Regions from separate parts of the Zea mays genome. Here region 1 is linked to region 2. The links are chromatin contacts, called in public Hi-C maps. All regions are on one chromosome and are shown on one strand. The core of a region is the stretch at or near the end of the contact, and the rest is flanking DNA. Distances in the headings are between cores, read along the strand shown. Region 1 holds the start of LOC100284059 (coronatine-insensitive protein 1). Region 2 holds the start of LOC100501832.

Evidence for each region. A called contact is a pair of places that touch in the nucleus more often than the background predicts.
Region 1: a contact with region 2 is called in a Hi-C map of leaf, with 5 times the contacts expected there. The contact joins the promoter of LOC100284059 here to the promoter of LOC100501832 in region 2. A contact is called at or near these places in 3 of 25 Hi-C or Micro-C datasets (bundle sheath and leaf).

What each region holds. Positions count from the first base shown.
Region 1 is chr8:98,659,864-98,665,871 of Zm-B73-REFERENCE-NAM-5.0, forward strand. It overlaps LOC100284059 (coronatine-insensitive protein 1), which reads left to right and starts at 3,505. Exons shown (of 3, transcript NM_001156957.1): 1 at 3,505-4,203; 2 at 5,185-5,659; 3 at 5,744-6,008. The coding sequence starts at 3,686.
Region 2 is chr8:98,362,347-98,368,194 of Zm-B73-REFERENCE-NAM-5.0, forward strand. It overlaps LOC100501832, which reads right to left and starts at 1,764. Exons shown (of 2, transcript NM_001196483.1): 1 at 1,051-1,764; 2 at 645-969. The coding sequence starts at 1,712. The coding sequence ends at 744.

The DNA.
Region 1 (6,008 bases), core at 2,255-4,754, 300 kb after region 2:
CAACACCGGCGGCCCCGCGCCCTTTCCTACGGCGGCGCCATGGCCGGCGCCCTCAATCCAGGCATCCAGGCCCCTAAACTCAAATACGTTGCTACATGTAGAGGAGAGTAGGACAAAGAGCAGGAAGGTGATTTTTACCTCGGATTTGAGACGTTAGCGGCCTGCCACGTGGTTGCGCGTCCGTGGACCTCCGGTGAGAAATTCCCGTCGAATCTGGCACCCCTGTGTCCGCGGCTTCCTCGACGAGCTACCCACTTCTACCCCGCACTGCCCGCACACTATCAGAGTCGCCAATCGACCTTGTGAACGACGAATCGCGCGGCGGCTCAATTTCTTCCCCCGCTCCGATTCTTGGTATTAGGCGAAACCGCCTATGGACGACGGGGGCGCGGGTTTATATCGTCCCCGAGTTCCGCAATGGTCGGCACCCACGAATGGTAGTCAACAGCGGAGCTCCGGGGTTCTCGGTCGCGCCGGCATGCACACGTGGGTTAGGTGAGGTCCGCCATGCGCGCGGAGGTGGAGTTACTGCTGACCAGCAGGTCCCACAGCGCAGCGTAACGATTTGGTCGCCCGGGCACGGACGAACGGCTGTCCAGTGGGCCCTGTGGGTCAGTGCCTGCGGTAGTAGCGCGCGCGGGTAAGGAGTCTGACATGTGGACCCCGTCTGTCATGCGAGCGGCGCGCGCGAGAGTGCAGGCACAATGGGTCGCGCAGTGCGTTTCTATGGGTGGGCCAAAAGCGAGGTTCTAGCCCATTCAAGCGCTTCCCCCTTTTCTTTTATATTTTGCTTTTCCTTTTCTTTTCTTTTTAATTTTCAACTTCATAATTTAAATTCCCATTCAAGTTTAAACTTCTTAGCACATTTGTTTTCTCATAAAATGTTCCTCTTACACATGGTAGGGGTAATTTACCTATTTAATATTCATTTGGTGATTATTAGTGCTTCTCTTTTCTTAAATTCTAGAATTCCTTTTTAGATTTTAAATTCCACTTTGGACTTTAATATATTTCTTTTTACATTATTTTATATTTTCACAAAATGCACACAAAATAAGACATCAACATGATGCATATTCCATTTTAGTACCATTTTAACTAATCACTCTTACTTATAGGTATGCTCTTGTTATGATGAATATATGGCACATAAAATAGGGAGATCAACTATATTCTCATTGTATACAAAGGGACTACCAGGTAATGTGATAGAAATCGCATCGAGAGAGATGAGTATGAGACCTGTATAAGTTTCCATGGTGGAAACCCAGTCTATGTGATTGGAGATCCCGTGAATTAGGTCCTGGGAAGAACAATCCATTGGTGAATTTAGGAGAGTAACCTTTGACCCTCTCTAAGTAAAGATGCAATACTCTCAAATGTTGTAAGGCAGGTTGGCTTTGTGCCTTAATGTGTTTTGTTGTCTTTTATTAGCGAAGATGTTGTCCTGCATAACATTCTTGAAAGAACACACCTATATGAGTTAGACTGTCTAACGTCGTAGTATATGAAATCAGGGTGATCTCTAGTAAACTCATGAAGAGACCTTGGAGTACGACGTATATGCTCCACCCGAGAAGGGGACTACTGGTAGCCAGGTACTGGTTATGGCTTTAAGTGAAAACCATTCACACAAAACTTGCAATTCAAGGCATAGTCCATTGTCTAAGTTGTGGGTTGGTGTAGCTTGGAGTTCTAGGCGGAAGTTCAACTTAACAGTCTCTGCTGAAACACTAGTATATTAAACATTATTGAACAGTGGCAAAACTGCAGGTGAACATTTGAGATCTGGTGGGGGATTGTTGGATTTATGGGCTAGGCCCAATTGAGAAATTCAATTAAATCCTAGAAAAATCTCAAAAGCCTATGTATGGGTATGGCTAGGAAATGGTGGAACAATTAGTACCATATTGCTAGTCTAAGTGGAGTGAAACTAGTTTAAATATGGAGGCTACACTCACTCACCAAGTCATGAATGAGAGGAGAGAGTGTGGAGAACCACACGTGCGCTCGATCGCCTGGCCAGGCCGGGGCGGGGCGGGGCGCGGGGGCACGACATGCTCGTGAATGGTCCGTCGAAATCCGGCCCCTCGCCTTGCGGGGGCGCGACTTCCTTTTGCCATTTTATTTTTTGGTTGCTTGGCTGTTCGCATGCAGATCGGATCACAGATAGTTATCGGTTCGCGGACTCGGCCCTATATAAGGCGCCTGGCAGCCAACATCAAACTCATCCTAATTTTCGCCTCTACTCACAACTGCGCCGCCATCGTAGTTCTCTTCATCCCGACCGCCGACGTGCATCTGCGCTCGGGAGGGCAGGTCTCCGGAACCCTTCGCCTTCGAGATCCTGCACCGGGAGAGGGCGAATAAGGTTTTTGGGAAGCGTCCTTACGCGACTGCTCGCGATCTTGTCGTCGAACCCTGCTGCTTCGACGTCATCGGCCCCGCTGCTTCGACGTCGTCGACCCTGCTGCTTCCGGCCCGCGTTATTTACCAGTATGTCTGATCAGTACGCATCATTTGATTTGATTTTATACTTCAGTTCTTTTGATTTGGTCATGATTTATATTCAGAATTTAATCTGAAAAATATCTAATAATTCAACAAAAAGACTCTTTACGCACGCATGAACCGTTCAAAAACCTCAGGCGTGGTGCGTTCGACACGCATATAGGGAGAAGCTGCTCCTGCAGCGATGTCGTGGACTGTCCAGTGCAGGGCCGCAGACTATCCGCGCTCTTGCAGAGAACACCGTTTTTTCCGGCGTTTGGTGTAAGATGGGTCCCAACACCATCATCTTATGATAGCATGTTGACACACCATTATGAATGACTAAAGTAGCTCAAAAGTACAAGCCGAATCATCCCGTTCGCTTGAATTCTACAGCATGGCAGTACAACGGTTCTGACTAAAAGCCGTTTCATGGAACATTGTGCATACAACAGTAGGTAATTAGAAATAAACACAACTGAACAGGCTCAATGATAGCCTTCATCTAACGCTCACATGGTACAACTGCTCTTAGCATCCGGATCCGTGGTTCTGCTTCATTGATGAATTAGATTTTGTTGGTTTTGTCTTTAAAAACAGCTTTATCAATAGAGTCAAATTTATTTATTAAACATTGGTAAAACATTTTCTTTTGAAAATTGTAGCAAAGAAAAAAAAAGAAAGAGCTAGTATTTTTAGTTTACTGTGAAGTTAGCTAAAAATAGCTTTTAGAGAAAAACTATTATAGTAAATAAACTGTAGTACAGTATTATGTAATTGTTTCCACCAAGCCAGTCCAACTCGAGCCAGGACACTAGACACCAGACCGCCGGCGACAGAGTGTGTGTCCGTGCCGTGCGTCCGTGTGCGCCGAGCAAATTCCCCACCCCGGTCCCCTGCCGACGTGGCTTGGCATCCTCAGCTGGATCGCGCTGAAGTAAACGCCGCTTCCCCAATCCCCACCCCACCTGGTCCTCCTCTCCACTCTCTCTTCTCCCTCCAATAATTCTCTCCACCCCTGCTTGCTGCAGCTTCAAGCACTACCGAATCAGGGCGAGTGGGAGCAGAGGAGGGAATCCCATGTCTCCGCCCCTCGCTGGAGCAGATCGTTGTCGAGCCGACGTGGAGCTGCTGCGGTAGAAAGCTAGCGGAGCCTGCGAGCTAGCCTGATCCGTCCGCAGTCCGATCGGGATCGATGGGTGGGGAGGCGCCGGAGCCGCGGCGGCTGACCCGGGCGCTGAGCATCGGCGGCGGTGACGGCGGCTGGGTTCCCGAGGAGATGCTGCAACTCGTGATGGGGTTCGTCGAGGACCCGCGCGACCGGGAGGCCGCGTCGCTGGTGTGTCACCGGTGGCACCGCGTCGACGCGCTCTCGCGGAAGCACGTGACGGTGCCCTTCTGCTACGCCGTTTCCCCGGCACGCCTGCTCGCGCGGTTCCCGCGGCTCGAGTCGCTCGCGGTGAAGGGGAAGCCCCGCGCGGCCATGTACGGGCTCATACCCGACGACTGGGGCGCCTACGCCCGCCCGTGGATCACCGAGCTCGCCGCGCCGCTCGAGTGCCTCAAGGCGCTCCACCTCCGACGCATGGTCGTCACAGACGACGACCTCGCCGAGCTCGTCCGTGCCAGGGGGCACATGCTGCAGGAGCTGAAGCTCGATAAGTGCACCGGCTTCTCCACTCATGGACTCCGCCTCGTTGCCCGCTCCTGCAGGTACTCGTACTCCTCGATTCTCTTGCTCTTTTTTAGCTCCGATCTGGGTGTGGAGCAAGTAAGATCGAATTGGGGTTACTGGGAATGGTGGCAAGGAGAAGGGGTACTGTTTAGTCGTTGATTCCCCGTAACGGTTTAGCCATAGCAGTATAGCACCCAACCGAGCGTCACTTTCTGCAAGTAGAAACTTGTGGTACCTTGGGGAAAGTTATTACCGAAAAGCAGGCTTGAGATCTGGCGCACAAAATTGGGTTGGCTGCTCTCAAATGATTACACATCCTAACTCCTAATCCTAAGTCCTAAGCATAGAAGATCAAAGCAGAAGTCGTAGGAGTGCATCTTCAAACCTGTATCATTACAATTCGTGGCTTCTGCTGCAGGTTTCTCCAAAAAAGAAAGTTTAATTGATGGTGTTGATTGTCAATAATTTGATTATGCGATGCCTTACTCGATATATATTATATTATAAAGAAAAGTTGAGTCATCGAGCAAACCACTGAGAGCAGGGAATCAAATAAGGGAGCTATTGAAGATTAGGCTGTGTTTTGTCTTTGGATGGATCTACCAGAAAAGGAGTCTTTAAATGGCCCCAAATTTACGTGTAGCATGGATTGTTGGCAATATTTAATGCAATTCCAATTAAAACAAGGATACTATCGACTAGTTGAGTTGAACTTCTGTGATTCTCCTAGTTCTAAAATTCTAACAAAATTCCCAAGCAACATGTAAACATGGCATATGTCTATCGTTTTTCTGTATTCTGCTAGGAGCTTTTGCGTTTCCTGATCACCCCCTTGACATGCAGATTTTAGGTGTCAGGACAGGGATTGTTATTTGTTGATTGCTAAAATGGGGTTACATTTAGTTGCCTGTAGGCTGTAGTGCATCCTTTTGTTATTTGATTTTCCCATTTGGTATCCTTATAGCTGCTAATATTGTGATGAAATCATTACACTAACTTGTGGTGCTAAATTTCATCAGATCACTGAGGACTTTATTTTTGGAAGAATGTCAAATTGATGATAAGGGCAGTGAATGGATCCACGATCTCGCAGTCTGCTGTCCTGTTCTGACAACATTGAATTTCCACATGACTGAGCTTGAAGTGATGCCAGCTGACCTAAAGCTTCTTGCAAAGAGCTGCAAGTCACTGATTTCATTGAAGATTAGTGACTGCGATCTTTCAGATTTGATAGAGTTCTTCCAATTTGCCACAGCACTGGAAGAATTTGCTGGAGGGACATTCAATGAGCAAGGGGAACTCAGCAAGTATGTGAATGTTAAATTTCCATCAAGACTATGCTCCTTGGGACTTACTTACATGGGAACAAATGAAATGCCCATTATGTTCCCTTTTTCTGCAATACTAAAGAAGCTGGATTTGCAATACACTTTCCTCACCACTGAGGACCATTGCCAGCTCATTGCAAAATGCCCGAACTTACTAGTTCTCGCGGTATCATCTCCTGCTCATGTAAATTATGAAGATACTGAATTGGCAATCTTTTCATGGTAATTGACAGTATATTTTTTCCGATAGGTGAGGAATGTGATTGGAGATAGAGGATTAGGAGTTGTTGCGGATACGTGCAAGAAGCTCCAAAGGCTCAGAATAGAGCGAGGAGATGATGAAGGAGGTGTGCAAGAAGAGCAGGGAGGGGTCTCTCAAGTGGGCTTGACGGCTATAGCCGTAGGTTGCCGTGAGCTGGAATATATAGCTGCCTATGTGTCTGATATAACCAATGGGGCCTTGGAATCTATCGGGACATTCTGCAAAAAACTATACGACTTCCGGCTTGTTCTAC
Region 2 (5,848 bases), core at 514-3,013:
ATTCGTGCTCGGTGTGCACTCGACATTCCCACTTTCCACCTGGAAACGCAGAGCATGATCGAGGTCGCCGATGGTAGCATAGCAGTCCCATGGAGCTAGTATCGGGATCAGAGAAGCACGCTGCACGCAAGATCCGAGGGTACTACTACATTGCACGCACCGTGGATTACCACGACCTCTTATTCGGATATTATTATTATTTTTCTACATCTACATAATTACATGATGCGAGTTGCTATACTCCGCAGCCATAGAACAAAGAACATCCATCCATGATCCATCCCACCACCTCGTCGCCCTCGACGACTCTGCACTCTAACGCGTGTTCCTACAGCCAGCTGTCCATGCCTCCCTGCCGCCGGTCGGCCCTGACAAGTTCGTCGGGAGTCAGGACCCTGATCTCCCCTGCCGGGTCAAGAGCTCCATTTGCCCGGGTTCCCCGGAGCGGGCGAATCAGCGCCACCGCCACCACCATGTCTGTCCTCCTGGATCACAGCTCACTCCACTGCCCACGGCACGCACGCACGCACTCTTCTAATCAGACTAAAAAGTAAAGGGCCGATATCACGTGTCAGCTCCACTCCACCGCCCGGGCCAAGGTGTGACGCCGTGGTCTAGGCGTCTCGCGGCGCGGGCGCGGCCGCCCCCGTGCATGCTGCAAGAACTTTACTTCCTGAATCCATTTTTTTTCTTCTTTTGACCGGCCCGGATCGTGTTGATCCTCGGCGGCGCCGGCGCGCGCGTCAATCGAGTGGGTAGCATGTGTCGTCACCTCCGGTGTTCCAGAGGAAGTGCGCGTAGGCCGCGGCGTGGTGGGCGTTCCCGGGGTCGGCCGCGATGGCCTCCTGGTAGGTCTCCTCCGCGCCGGCGAGGTCGTTCCGCGCCTTCCACAGAAAGGTAGCGTACCAGCTCAGCGCCTCCGAGTCCGCCGGCTCCGCGCGCACGGCCCTCTCGAAGTAGTGCTCCGCCCTGCGAAGAGACGTGTGAGCTATTTGATGAACAACTGCGGGTGCGTCGTCAGTTCGTCGAACGGGCTTGGGGGGAACGGACCGGTCGTGGTCGTTCTGCACGAGGTAGAGGAACTGCGCGAAGTTGGCGAGGATGAGCGAATTGTTGGGCGCAGCGGCGACGGCCTGCTCGTATCTCTGCTGCGTCAGCGTGTGCTCGGCGTGGTCCTCGGTCTCCAGCTCAGTCTCCACCGGCGCGACGAGGCCTCTCAGCACGTCCGAGTCGCTCAGCTCCTCGGCGCGCGCGCTGGCCTGCATCTTGGAGGCCTCCGCGAGCATCATTTCCCAGATGGCCTCCTCCGCCGCGTTCGCAGCGTATTGGGCGGCGGTCTCAGCCCCGGGGGGTGCCGAGGGCTGCTGCGGCGTCACACGGCTTGGTCGATATAAGGACGACTCGTCCGACCGGCCATCGCCGGTGGCGCCCGAGACAGGCGGCGTCTTGCCGCCCCCACCGTCGTTCCCGCTGACCGAGGCCGTCCTGCCGACAGAGAACGCCTTCACCGAAGCCGCGTCGAACCGGGACCGGGACCGGGACGGCTCCGCGCGCTCGGCAGGCGGAGTTGGGGGGATGGTGGCGGCTGCAGCGGCGACGCTGTGGCCCATCGACTGGACGGTGAAGTTGGCGAGGAGGAGCATGAGGGAGAGCATGAGCGCCGGCGTGCCCGCGAAGATATGCTGGAAGAGCCAGACGAAGGAGGCGTGCATCTCGCCCTGCACGCGCGCCAGGACGCCCTGCAGGTCGTCGCAGACCACCGCGTCGCGTATCTGCTGCAGCGCGAAGCTCTGCAGCTCCCGCACAATGAGCACCATCGAGGAGAAGGCGCGGCCCACCGACTCCCCGGCGGCGGAGACCAGCAGCCCCTCGTCCCAGCGCGGATGCCGCGCCGCCGCCACCAGCTGTTGCTGCCTTTTCCGCTTCATCATTCGCAGCGACAGCGGCAGCCCGACGTTGCTCGCGCTCCGCTCCACGCTCGCGGGCCAGCCGCAGCCCACCGCGCCCGCCGGCTGCAACTGCAACCCAGCCGCCGCCGCGAGCTCCTCGATCCTCTTCATAAACTCCGCGTCCCCGCCACCCATACCATCCAAACTCGCGCTCAGCGCGCACCTCGCTGGCGTCCGAGCTGGAGGCGGCGGCCGCACCATCACACCGGTTCCCCAGTATACGGGTGACCGGGATCTCGCGAGCCCGGCGCACCCGCGGCCACCTCCTCCAAGGAAGGCGGGCAACGGCCGAGAGGAGGTCGAGGGCGACGTTGAGGCGGAGGAGGAGCGCGCGCACGGCGACGGTGCCACCGCGGCCACCTGGAAGCCCATGATCTTGTTCGGCCGCGGCGGGTGTCCAACGAGAGACCTCGAGCGCCCCCCGGCTGGCCTTTGATTGGGCCACCACCGCCGCACTGGGGAGGTGTGGAAATAGCAGTGCGCGCACAACCGCAGCCCGCAGGAGGCCGGACAAATGCGAGGAAAACAAAGGAAGGCGTTGGGGCACTTTTAATAAGGGTCCGTAGGTGCTAGGGACGTACTGTGAGGGTTCCACTTTATGCTTCATCATTTTTTTTTGTGTATGTTTGATTTGTTGCAAAAAAAAACATATTTCTTCGCATATTATTGTGCTGCTATATTGCTTATTCCTTTTCTTGTAAATAAATCAGGTGGAAGGGAAAGCTGGTGATGCGGACGCGACAGGCGATGAGAACGCAAATGGACGGCTGCGCGAGGGCAAAAGATGGGCGCGACGGGGCACGGACTGTGTACGGCCCGGACAAGTGAGGCACGCGTTGAGGGGCCCTGCGCTTTCCCGAGGTATCGGACGGTGGGGTGGAGTTGGGGGGGGCGGGTGCCGGCGAATATGCCGGATGGGACCTGGACGCTTCCCCTCGCCCGTCCACGCGCCGCACATGTGGAATTTTGCGTGCGCACGGGTCGGTGAATTGCTGCTAGCTGGGTGGTTGCGGCGCAGGGATGGGGGCGGCCGTGTCGTCCGCGTGCCGCGTGCGGGAATTGGCCAATTGGGGGCGGGGGTCGTAGAAGCTGTAGCTGGAGGTACAGCCGGGCATCGTCAGGGGTTTTTTTTGAGAGGAGGGAGGAATCTCTACTGAAAATTTTATTACTACTGAAAAATTATAGTTTAGAGTATATAGTTAGCCAAATTATACAAGGAACGGGTTAATTAGGACTGCCATGGTTGTAGCCAGTTAGGAGCAGAGGAATCAAATCTTTCCCATGCTTTATGGATGACCATGAGTGATTCCTTTATGAATTCATGCTTGCATTGCTGCACCGTTGGATTTGTGTTCTGAAATAACCATGCATTTCGGCACTTTCATATACTCCATGTCATGAGGATAACTATCTCCATAGAGAAGGGAACGTTGAGTTGTTGTTTAAGATTTGCCGAAGTGATGCGTCATGATGCCCGATCTTCACGACGTAGGATCAATCTTCAGATAACTAGCTTCAAAGAAGCCAAGATAACTTGCTGCAAGCAGCGATAACTAGTGCAACCTGACAAATAAAACTCGAAGCCAACCACCGTCTTTAACCGGCAGCCTGAATCGAGGATTCGCCCAACCACACTCTCAAAGAACCAACCAACACAACCTACAATCAATCGAGGAGACCTCGAAGGGAGTAGGAGCACCAATTGGGAGCGGATGAAGCCGCCGCTTCTGCAATCCCGCGAAGGAATTCACAAGAGCAAAGGGGTAGAGATCACTCTCAATATTTGTTAGCACACAACTGAACAAAAGGGGTTCTGTTTTAGATTATCATGAGCTGCCTTACATCATAGACATAGGGGGTATTTATACTAGTAACAACCAGCCTTAGCGAGGTATAAACACAAAATAAAAGTATTTTCACGAGCTAATGTGAAGGAGCCTCTTCGGAAGATCTGCAGAGCTGATTTTCGTGTGGTTGTTTGACTTCTGCGCAGCCTTCAGTATTTTGGCAATAACTTCTTTTAGGAATCTTCAAATGACGTGGGACTGGTTGCATTGGAAAGCTAACTTGATAAGCTTTCTCACCATATATAGCATGCTTAATTAAACTTCGTAGAATGATGCAGTTTAATACGAAAACTTGGTCATCAAGCAGACTGTTGACCTTCTGACCAGTCAGCACTAAAGTAGGTCGGCTGCCTTTCTGGTAGATGTGGTTAAGTCGGCTGTAGAAGCATTGGAAAATAGACTTCAAGAGCTTTCCAAAAAGTACTTATGGGCCTTCATAGCTTTTGGGAATCAAAAGTTATGACTGTTTCTTCTGGACGGTTCTGTAGCGCTGGACTGACTCGGACGTAGCTCTTCTTGCTGATTCGCCTTTGATATGTTTTGTCCTTTCTCTTGGTGAACCTAAGTAATATCAACATACACGACTTAGGTAGCATAAAGTTCGCATTAGTGTTTAATTGAAATTCATAAAGTAGCGCGTGCACCTCTTGCTGTAGCTTCTTAGCTCGGCTACGTGTAATTGGTCCATCAAAGACTAGCGCGTGCACCTCTTGCTGTAGCTTCTTAGCTCGGCTACGTGTAATTGGTCCATCAAAGACTCGGGTTGGTGATGATATTGGTTGTACTTGAGTTGATGTAGTATAACTTGGGGGTTGTAATGTGTTGCTTAATGGCGTGGTCATATCATCCTCCTCCCCTTGAAAAGGAGTCGTCCTCGACTCTGAAGTGTCTTCACTTGTAAATGGTAAAAGGTCAGCAATATTGAACATGTTGCTCACGCCATAACTTGGTGGAAGATCTATCTTGTATGTATTATTATTGATCTTGTCAAGAACACGAAATGGACCATTCCCTCGTGGCATCAATTTGGATTTGCGCTGATCAGGAAAACGCTCTTTGCACAAGTGAATCCAAGCCACGTCCTCCGATTTAAATAACTTCTTCCTATGCTTGTTCATTCTTGCAGCCTTGCGCACTGCTTTGAGCTCAATTGCTTCATTGGTCTTCTCATATATCTTTTTTATATAAGCAGCACGCTTGGAGACTTCCATATTGGTTCTTTCATTCGTTGGAGCTGGCCAATCCTTGATTGCTTTCAACTTGGATTCATCCACTTCTATTCCCTTTCCTGAAACAACAAAACCAAGAAACACAACATGGTCTGTGCAAAAACTGCACTTCTCAAGATTAGCAAATAATTTCTCCTTTCTTAGCTCTTCTAAAACTTGTCGAATGTGTTTCACATGTTCATCAAAAGACTTGCTGTAAATTAGAATATAATCAAAGTAGACAACAACAAATTTTCCAATGAAAGTTCTTAAGACATGGTTCATTAATCTCATAAAAGTACTAGGAGCATTAGTCAACCCAAAGGGCATCACTAACCATTCATACAACCCAAATTTTGTTTTAAATGTAGTCTTCCATTCATCTCCAATTTTCATTCTTATTTGACGATATCCACTTCTCAAATCAATTTTAGTAAAAATTATTGAACCACTTAATTCATCAAGCACTAGGTGAGTGCCCGTGCGTTGCAACGGAAACACATAATACCACGGTACTGTTATGAGAAAAGGTTTCTTAATACATTTGTGATCCTATCTATACATAAATTTTGTTATTTAATTTAGTTGTTTCACCACTACATTGCTTAAACACAACCCAGAACCCAGATCCATTTGTCTTCCAGAACAAAACCAAAAGGACACGATTTGAATATTTCTACAAAAATGATGCAGCATGCCATTGCTAAAAATTACAGCATATTTAGTGCCTAGTCAGAAGCAAACTGCTTTAAAAAAAGGAATGAGCAATAGCATTTACAAAGGTCAAGAGTACAACAAGAACAACAATAAAATATCAGTAACAAATAAATAGTAAATAATGGAC